Linked DNA regions of Oryctolagus cuniculus: region 1 is linked to region 2. Evidence: chromatin contacts called from public Micro-C data. All regions are on one chromosome and are shown on one strand. The core of a region is the stretch at or near the end of the contact, and the rest is flanking DNA. Distances in the headings are between cores, read along the strand shown.

What was found. A called contact is a pair of places that touch in the nucleus more often than the background predicts.
Region 1: a contact with region 2 is called in a Micro-C map of ear pinna, with 3 times the contacts expected there. The contact joins the enhancer-like site here to the promoter of BOC in region 2. A contact is called at or near these places in 3 of 6 Hi-C or Micro-C datasets (ear pinna, embryonic fibroblasts and skin fibroblasts).

The regions. Positions count from the first base shown.
Region 1 is chr4:69,314,965-69,318,882 of mOryCun1.1, forward strand. It overlaps BOC (BOC cell adhesion associated, oncogene regulated), which reads left to right. Exons shown (of 19, transcript XM_008266939.4): 16 at 1-214; 17 at 359-435; 18 at 867-1,045; 19 at 2,019-2,768. The coding sequence ends at 2,206. Among named protein-coding and RNA genes, the nearest start is that of BOC, 77 kb to the left of the region's middle. Within about 2 kb of position 1,852, at least 2 of the 8 cell types and tissues checked have an H3K27ac peak or open chromatin away from gene starts, as enhancers often do. A contact at or near this core is called in ear pinna, where this site is marked.
Region 2 is chr4:69,237,995-69,241,580 of mOryCun1.1, forward strand. It overlaps BOC (BOC cell adhesion associated, oncogene regulated), which reads left to right and starts at 1,970. Exons shown (of 19, transcript XM_008266939.4): 1 at 1,970-2,437. LOC138849277 (a long non-coding RNA gene) reads right to left here and starts at 2,333. Exons shown (of 3, transcript XR_011387876.1): 1 at 2,204-2,333.

The sequences.
Region 1 (3,918 bases), core at 602-3,101, 77 kb after region 2:
CCCTCGAAGTGCCCTGCTGGCCTCCTCCTGCCAGTACACCATGGTGCCGCTCGGAGGACTCCCGGGCCACCGAGCCGACGCTCAGCCCTATGGCAGTGGCCTCAGTGGACAGGCCCGTGGCGGCAGGGTCCACGTGAGCAGGGGCTGCCCCGCCGGGCCCGCGGCCTACCCCGGCACGAAGCCTCAGCAGCACTGCCCAGGGGAGCTTCAGCAGGTAACGGGCTCCCAGGGTTCAGGGAGTGGCTGGCAGCTGCGGGGCCCGAGGGGTCTCTTGGGCTGCCGCTTGGGGCGCCAGGCAGCTGCGGATCGTGATGGGACGCCCCGCCGTGACCCCTGGGTTACTCTTGCCTTTGAGCAGCAAGATGACACCAACAGCCTGCTGAGCCAGACCCTTCTTGGCACTGTGTACGACTCCCAAAGCCACCAGCTGGCCAGGTAAGCGGGCCCCGCCCCTCCCTGCCTCTCACCTGCTAGCCTCGGAGTCCCACCTCTCTGTAGCCCCTCGCCAAGCACCGAGTGCTGTTGCTTGTCTTGGTGGCCCCCGAGGCTGACCGCCATCCTCCCGCCAGGCTGTGCCCCTCAGCACTAAGTGTTGTGCTTGTGGTTAGGATCCCCTTGCCACCTGAGACCTGGCCTCCGAATCCTTCCCTCGCTGGGTGGGCCGGAGATGCCCACATACAACCAACTTGGGGCCCCTGGACACCCGCCTCCACAGCTCCCCCTGCAGAATGAAATGGCAGTGCGCCAGCAGGGTCGGTGGAACTGATGGTGTGACGCCCCGCGGCCAGGGCAGGCGTGGGGATGCCGCAGGGCGCTGGCCCACTTTGTCCCCGCCTCACCGCGCCGTCTGGTCTTTTGCAACGCAGGGGCCCCACGCCTCACCCAGACGAGGGCGCATTCTTATACACACTGCCTGATGACTCAGCTCACCAGCTGCTGCAGCCCCACCTCCAGGAACAGCCTCTTGCCACGGGCCGGTCACACGTGAGGAGTGCACCCGACGGTCCTGGGCTGGAGGCGCCGTGGGACCCTGCATTTCACTCAGGTCAGGGCCAGGGACCGGGCAGCAAAAGTGAACAGGTTGGGGATGACCTGAGGTCGGCATTCATGGCCCAGCAGTAGAGGCGAGGAGCGAGCAGTCTCTAAAGTGGGGCGTGCTGAGGGGCAATCCACTGCTCCAGTGTGGAGGGGAGCGGGGGTGGGGGAGGCTCGCCACTCCCCTGGCTGCGGAAGGTCTGTGGGCACACCAGGTGGATCCTGCAGCGCTGTAATCCGTGGCCCTCAGAGGCCAAGGAAAGGGCCACTTCCCCGTGCCAGGGATAGGAGCCTGTTTTGTGTCTGCATTTCAAGGCCATTCACAAATTCCTTTCGCCTCCCGTCACCAAGAAGCATTCTCTAATCACTTGCTCTGTTGGGTCTTGTCTCTTAATTAAGGAATAAGATTGCATCAGTCGTTAAGGAGCCAAGTTCTCACAAACAGCATCATCAGAGCTCTGTGCACGCACAGAACTTCTCCGAGGGGCTCAGGGCCTTTCCTGTCCCTCCCCCCAGCACCAACCTCTGGTCCTCTGGTCCCCTTGGAAATCCGTGGGTGCCCAGTTAGGACCGAGGCTGGTTCAGAGGATTGCTGATGTTTCTCAGTCTGTGTGGTGTGCACGTCCATTCCCGTGCAGATCCTAGGCCCGATCTCTGGGAAGTTAGATTCTGAAAGACTCCTAGAGCCAGCCCCAGCCGCACGTCAGTCTGCAGGGAGTGAATTGTGGGTGTGATGGTTATGACTAGCAGCCTGAACCCTCGGGGGCAGGCTGAGTGCTTGGGAGCCTCCACGGTCCCAGGTGGGTGGGACGAGTGTAGCCAGTGGCCCTCTCCATGAATGCCTGCACTTGGTTGTAGGTTCTCTCCCTCCCTTTGGGCCAGTATAACCAGCTGCCACCAGACAGACTGGCCCATTGCCACCATGAGTTGGTTTCCTGGTCAGTCTGGGTTTTAATAACGCTCCCACCTTCTCTCCCCCACAGGGACCCCGTGCTGTTTGGGCCTGGTACCCGTGGAAGAGGTGGACAGTCCTGACATCTGCCAAGTGGGTGGAGGAGACTGGTGTCCCCAGCACCCCACGGGGTCCTACCTAGGACAGGAACCTGGGATGCGGCGCTCCGCCAGCCCAACGGTGCATGTGTCTTTTGAAACGCCGCCTCCTACAGTTTAGGCAGAAGCTGATATCCCAGAAAGACTATGTTTTTTTTTTTTTTAAAGAGACAGAGAAAAATTGGTATTTATTTTTCTATTATAGTCATATTTATATATTTATGCACTTGTAAATAACTGTATATGTGTTTTTATAATTCTGGAGAGACATAAGGCATCCTTCCCATTGAAGCACGAGAGGGAAACGAACCTCAGCAGGACAGGAGTCACCCAGGACAGAGTAATGGCGATGGCCAGAGCACGGACTCCTTGCTGAGGACTTTTGCCGGCTGCCTGGGAGGCGGCAGGAGGCCCACAGCCCAGCGGACGAAAGGAAGACTCCTAGGCACACTGCACTTGACCGCCACGAGGGAAGAGCAAGAACCACAGTCTGGAGACAGACCCCCGAAGATGGCTGCATCTGTGCTACAGGAAACGCTTTCCTGAGACGCCAGGAGACCAGACTGCGATGTGTACAGCACCATAAGCATTAACAGACCTTCCAGCATCAGTAATCTGTGACAACATATCTCTGTAAAAACAAACACTGTAACTTCTAAATAAATATTTAGTCTTCCCTGTAACCTTCAGCTTAGTCATCTATGAGTCAGCATTTTCTTGAGACGATGGAATTCAGTCTTTGAGGATTGAAGAGAATACCCATCCATTCAGTGATGACATCTGGAGAAGTCAGCGAAAACGTTTTGCATTTTTTTGTTTTGTCTTTTCAGACGTTGTCTGTTGTGTTTTGATTAACGCGTTCTGTAGAATGGGCAAGGAACAGCAGATTCCTGGTTCTCTTGTGGGGGAGCTCTGATCAGATTGAAGGAATGAAACCAATCCTTTATATATAGGTGTGTGTATTCAATCCACATCTTTCCTCCGAGCTGCTGTTTGCCTAAGGGCCGGGCTGCACGTGAACAGGTGGTGCCCAGGCAGCTCACGCCCCTTGTTTCCAGAGATAGGCCGGCATCGCCGGGGCGGTTGACTCACTGGTTTAAAATCAACACTCACTGCTGGCCAGCTAAAGGATCAACCAGAGCTTTCTTTTATAGGCTGAAAACTAAAAACCTTTAAATGTGGAACTGGACTTGATGGCGCCGGGGGCTTGCCGCGACAGTTTTCGTATACTTTAACTGAGTTTTCAGGGCAGGGTCAGTTTTCTAGATTTCAGTGAGGTTGAGTTAGAGATGAAATGCCACTTGAGACAATCTCATTGAGGCATGCCAGGCCCTGGCTTCTAACCAGAATGAATTTGACAAAGGGATCCTAGGGCTGCTCCAGGAATTGGGTCAGACTCTGTTTAGGACAAGTGTGCCCTCTGCTGGCCAGAAGAAGAAGGGCAGCTGCTGCGCAAGACTCCTGTACCCTTTCCCTGTCAAACAGCGAAACCTGGAAAAACAATTCTCACAGAAATCCTGCAGCATTTTCAGGAAAGTAGTGTTTTAAACACTGGATGGCTTTAAGGGACATGAACATGCTAGGTAAGGAGAAGCAGAGCAGGGAAGAGAAGTGGGATATTGTGACTTCAGGCACAACCCAGCAGTGAAGGCCGACAGGTCACGTCCCCATTGGGCAAGGCTTAGGTCCTCCGTCCCCGCTTCGCTATTCCAGGGGCCCTCTGCTCAGAGCTACAGCTCGCCTTCTAGCACGCGGCCTTTTACAGATCCCCCTGTTTTTCTCCTTGATGGTCTGGTTGTCAGAATGGTTTTGCGTGAACTTAACTCAGTGGAA
Region 2 (3,586 bases), core at 720-3,219:
GCTCCTGGCTTCTGATGGACCCAGCTTCTGCCATTGCAGCCATTTGGGGGGTGAACCAGCAGATGGAAGACCTTTCTCTCTGCCTCTGCCTCTCTGTAACTCTGCCTTTCAAATAAATAAATAAATCTTTAAAAAATCCTACCACTGTCCGTGGGAATGGGACTTGAAATCCCCTTGGGAAGGCAGAAAGTTGGAGGACAGTGGAACACTGGCTGGCCCACTCCTCCTGGGGAATTAAGAGTTCTGACCACCAGAGTGGTCCCCAGGCTTTGCAGCCAAACAAATCACCATGGAAATCGGCTGCTGCCTCAACTACCAAATGCAAAAATATAGAATAAAATTCCTTTGTGTACCCTTCTAAAACATCTTTTGGTTCAGATTCTATTAGAATCAGGTACCTTGCCTAAAGTGTGGATTTTTACTAAAGCAACAAAGCAGCTGAACACAAAGCCAGGGCCCAGCAGGCTCAGGTGACTTTCTCAGAGCCACAGTGGGTTCCTGACTCCCAGCAAAGCTATCCTGCCGCAGAGGGGAGACAGCACCACCGGCACAGGGCCTCACCACTGCGGCACACGCTCCAAGTTCACTACCTACAAAAGGCTGCACCCTCCTGGGTTTCCATCTCCTGGGCTGCAGTGTGGGGACATGGGCTGACTGATCCCTCACAGTCTATGTTTCTCCCCTAAAGAATAAACCGGAAGCCCAACTTGCCACCCACTCACCATGTGCCTGGCTTCTCAATACCCTGGAAGAAGTGGTTTAAAAAAGTGGTCTTGGGGGCCCGCACTGTAGGATAGTGGGCTAAGCCTCTACCTGCATCGCCAGCATCCCATATGGGTGCTGGTTCTAATCCCTGCTGCTCCTCTTCTGACCCAGCTCCCTGCATACGGCCTGGGAAAGCAGGAGATGGTCCAAGTGCTTGGACCTCTGCACCCATGTGAGAGACCCAGAGGAAGCTCCCGGCTTCAGATCTGCTCAGCTCCAGCTGTTGTGGCCATTTGGGGAGTGAACCAGCAGATGGAAGACTTTCTGTCTCTCCCTCTCTTTGTAACTCTGTCAGATAAATAAATCTTAAAAAAAAAAAAAAAATTGGTTTTGGACAGGCAACAAGGGCCTTACCTGAGAAGGTGCTAGAGAGGCAGATTCTCAGGCCTATCCCAGACCTACTATTGAATCAGAGGCTGGGGGTGGGAGGGCGCAGTGATCTGCATTTAAGCAAGTCTTCCTGGGAGTGCCGCTGCGGTCCAAGTTTGAGAACCACTGCTTGGGAAGTTGCCTAACCAACACGGAGGTAGTTAACTTTTCTCTGCCGCCACTAACACGCACACGCACCTCAGCCCTGCTCCTAGTCTCTACCCCCTCCCCCTTCTCCTTGCTGCTCCATCCCGGGATGATGAATGGAGGTCAGGGCGCTGTCAGCAGAGGACAAACCCTCCCGTGACCCAGTGGGTCCGGAGATGCCGATGGGGCTTCCCCGAGCCCGATTTTCTGGGTTTACCCACTGCCCCACTCTTTGAGTGGGTGTGGGTTTGTGTGTGTGTGTGTGAGAGAGTGGTGCGGTAATTTAATGACAGCAAATTTGATTTGAGTATTACCCAAAAGTTTGTTTGCAGACGAAGGAGGAGACCATTGCTAGGTGGGTGTTAGAATAAGGCTTGAGGAGAGGAGGGAGGGGCAGCATCAGTGAGAGGGAGGCTCGGAGGTGAAGCTAAAGAAAAGGAGGCGTTCAAAGGAGTCCCTGGCCTTGGGAAAGGCAGAGGACGGCGCTGTAATGCGGGGAGGAAAAACACGCAGGACAGCGCGGGTCTAAGGTGCAGCCGAGAGAAAGTGGGGGAACTGCCCTAGAGTTTGGGAGACTTTTTTTTTCCAGCTTCCTTTCCAAGACATTTTCTCTGCTCCCTTTTGCTCCTCCCCCCTCCTCCCCACCTCCTCTGCTCCCCCTCCTCCTCCTCGTCGAGCCGTAATGGGAGGCTCCTAGGCAGGAGAAGCAAAAGGAGGAATTGTTTGCGAGTTCAGTCATCCAAAAAAGCTTCTTCCATATGGAGGGACCGGGTGCGCTGGGCGCGCCGTGCCCTGCCTCGTCCTCCCGCTGCCTCCGCCGCCGCCGCCGCGGCGCCCGCTTCCTGCCGCAGGGACCCTGAGCCCCGGGGCCGCGGTGTCAGCCGCCGCGCGCGCACACGCGCGCTCACACACGCGCACTCACCCGCCGCAGCCACGCGCGCCCGCACGCGCCCTCCCTCCTCGGCCGGCAACTTCTCGGCCGGCAGCTCCTTTGTTGCGCCCGCTGCAGCCGCTCTCCCTCCCGGGTGGCGCGTCCCCGGTGTCACCGTGCGTGTCGCGTGTCCGCGCCGCGCGGGGCTGGGTGGCTCTCTCCGCGCCCACCAGGCTGGCCCCCCGGGCCCGGGCTGGTCTTGCCCGGGCGCGGGCTGCACCAGAGGTGAGTCACGTCGCTGAAGTTTGTTTTCTTTTCATAAAAAGTTGTGTTTATTTGTTGGTTTGGGGAAGGGCAAGAGAGGCCGGCAGCCGCAGGCCGGGCGAAGCCGAGCGGCGGCTGCAGGACGCGCGGCGGCGGGCGCGGGTCGGAGCGCTCGGCCGGCCGGCTCGGGCTCGGCGGCTGCGGCCGAGGCGGGGTTGCCGCGTCTCGTTCCGTGGCCGTGCGGCGTGGCGGGGCCCTGGTTGTCCAACACCCCCCGGCCCTCGCTTCCAGAGCGGTTCCCGGCAGCTTCTGGGGTGGAAGAAGGGCTCGGGCAGCCTCCCCAACTTCTCCCAAAGGTTGACACTGGCGCCCCGGCTCCTCGCAGCCACGGGCGTCGGCAAACAGAGAACCACTGGAAGAGCCTGTGGCCTCTTCGGGGCTACGGGGTCACCAGGGTTGGTGTTTTATTGTAAAGCAAACGGTCCGATGAGGGACCGCGCGCACCGGGCGCTCAGCAACGCATCGCTAGTTGGAGGGGCAGAGGGGCGAGGCCGAAGTGGAGCGTCCGGAGGTGTGAGTGGGGCTGGGGCAGCGGCTAGAGAGACGCGCGCGGGCGTGAGTGTGAGCGAGCCTGAGCTTCCTGCTGCGCTCCTGGACTTTCCCTGTAACTGTGAGAAGCCGGGGCAGTGCAGCCGGGACAAGTGGGATGGGGCTGTGGCGCGGGCCAGCGACCCAGGGAGAATTTGCTTGCAGGGTTTCTGAAGGCTGTGCTGGACTTCGCAGGTGCTGCCTGTTAGTTTTGCTTTCCCAGGTGATCCACAGAATTTTTGAGGGGTTGGGAGGCAGGCCGATCTGGGAGGGGCTTCCGGAGCCGCGGGGATTGGTTTTGTTTAGAGGATGGGGATGGCAGTGGCTGGTACTTGTCTTCCTCCAGAGATGTGGCAGTGAAGCTAAGAATACCGAAACCACACACTAGCAATCCCAAACAGGCACTTTCTGGGTGTGGTGGGGTGTTCTGCCGCTCCCCCCATTCCTTCTTTGCAAGTTTAAATGGGTTCACATCAGTTTCTGACCCAGAGTTACCTTCTTGCGTGGCCAGCGTGAAGAGTGTATTTTGGTTGCTGGCCCCTGTGCCACCTCCAAGAGCCCTGTACCCAGCTGCTTTGTTGC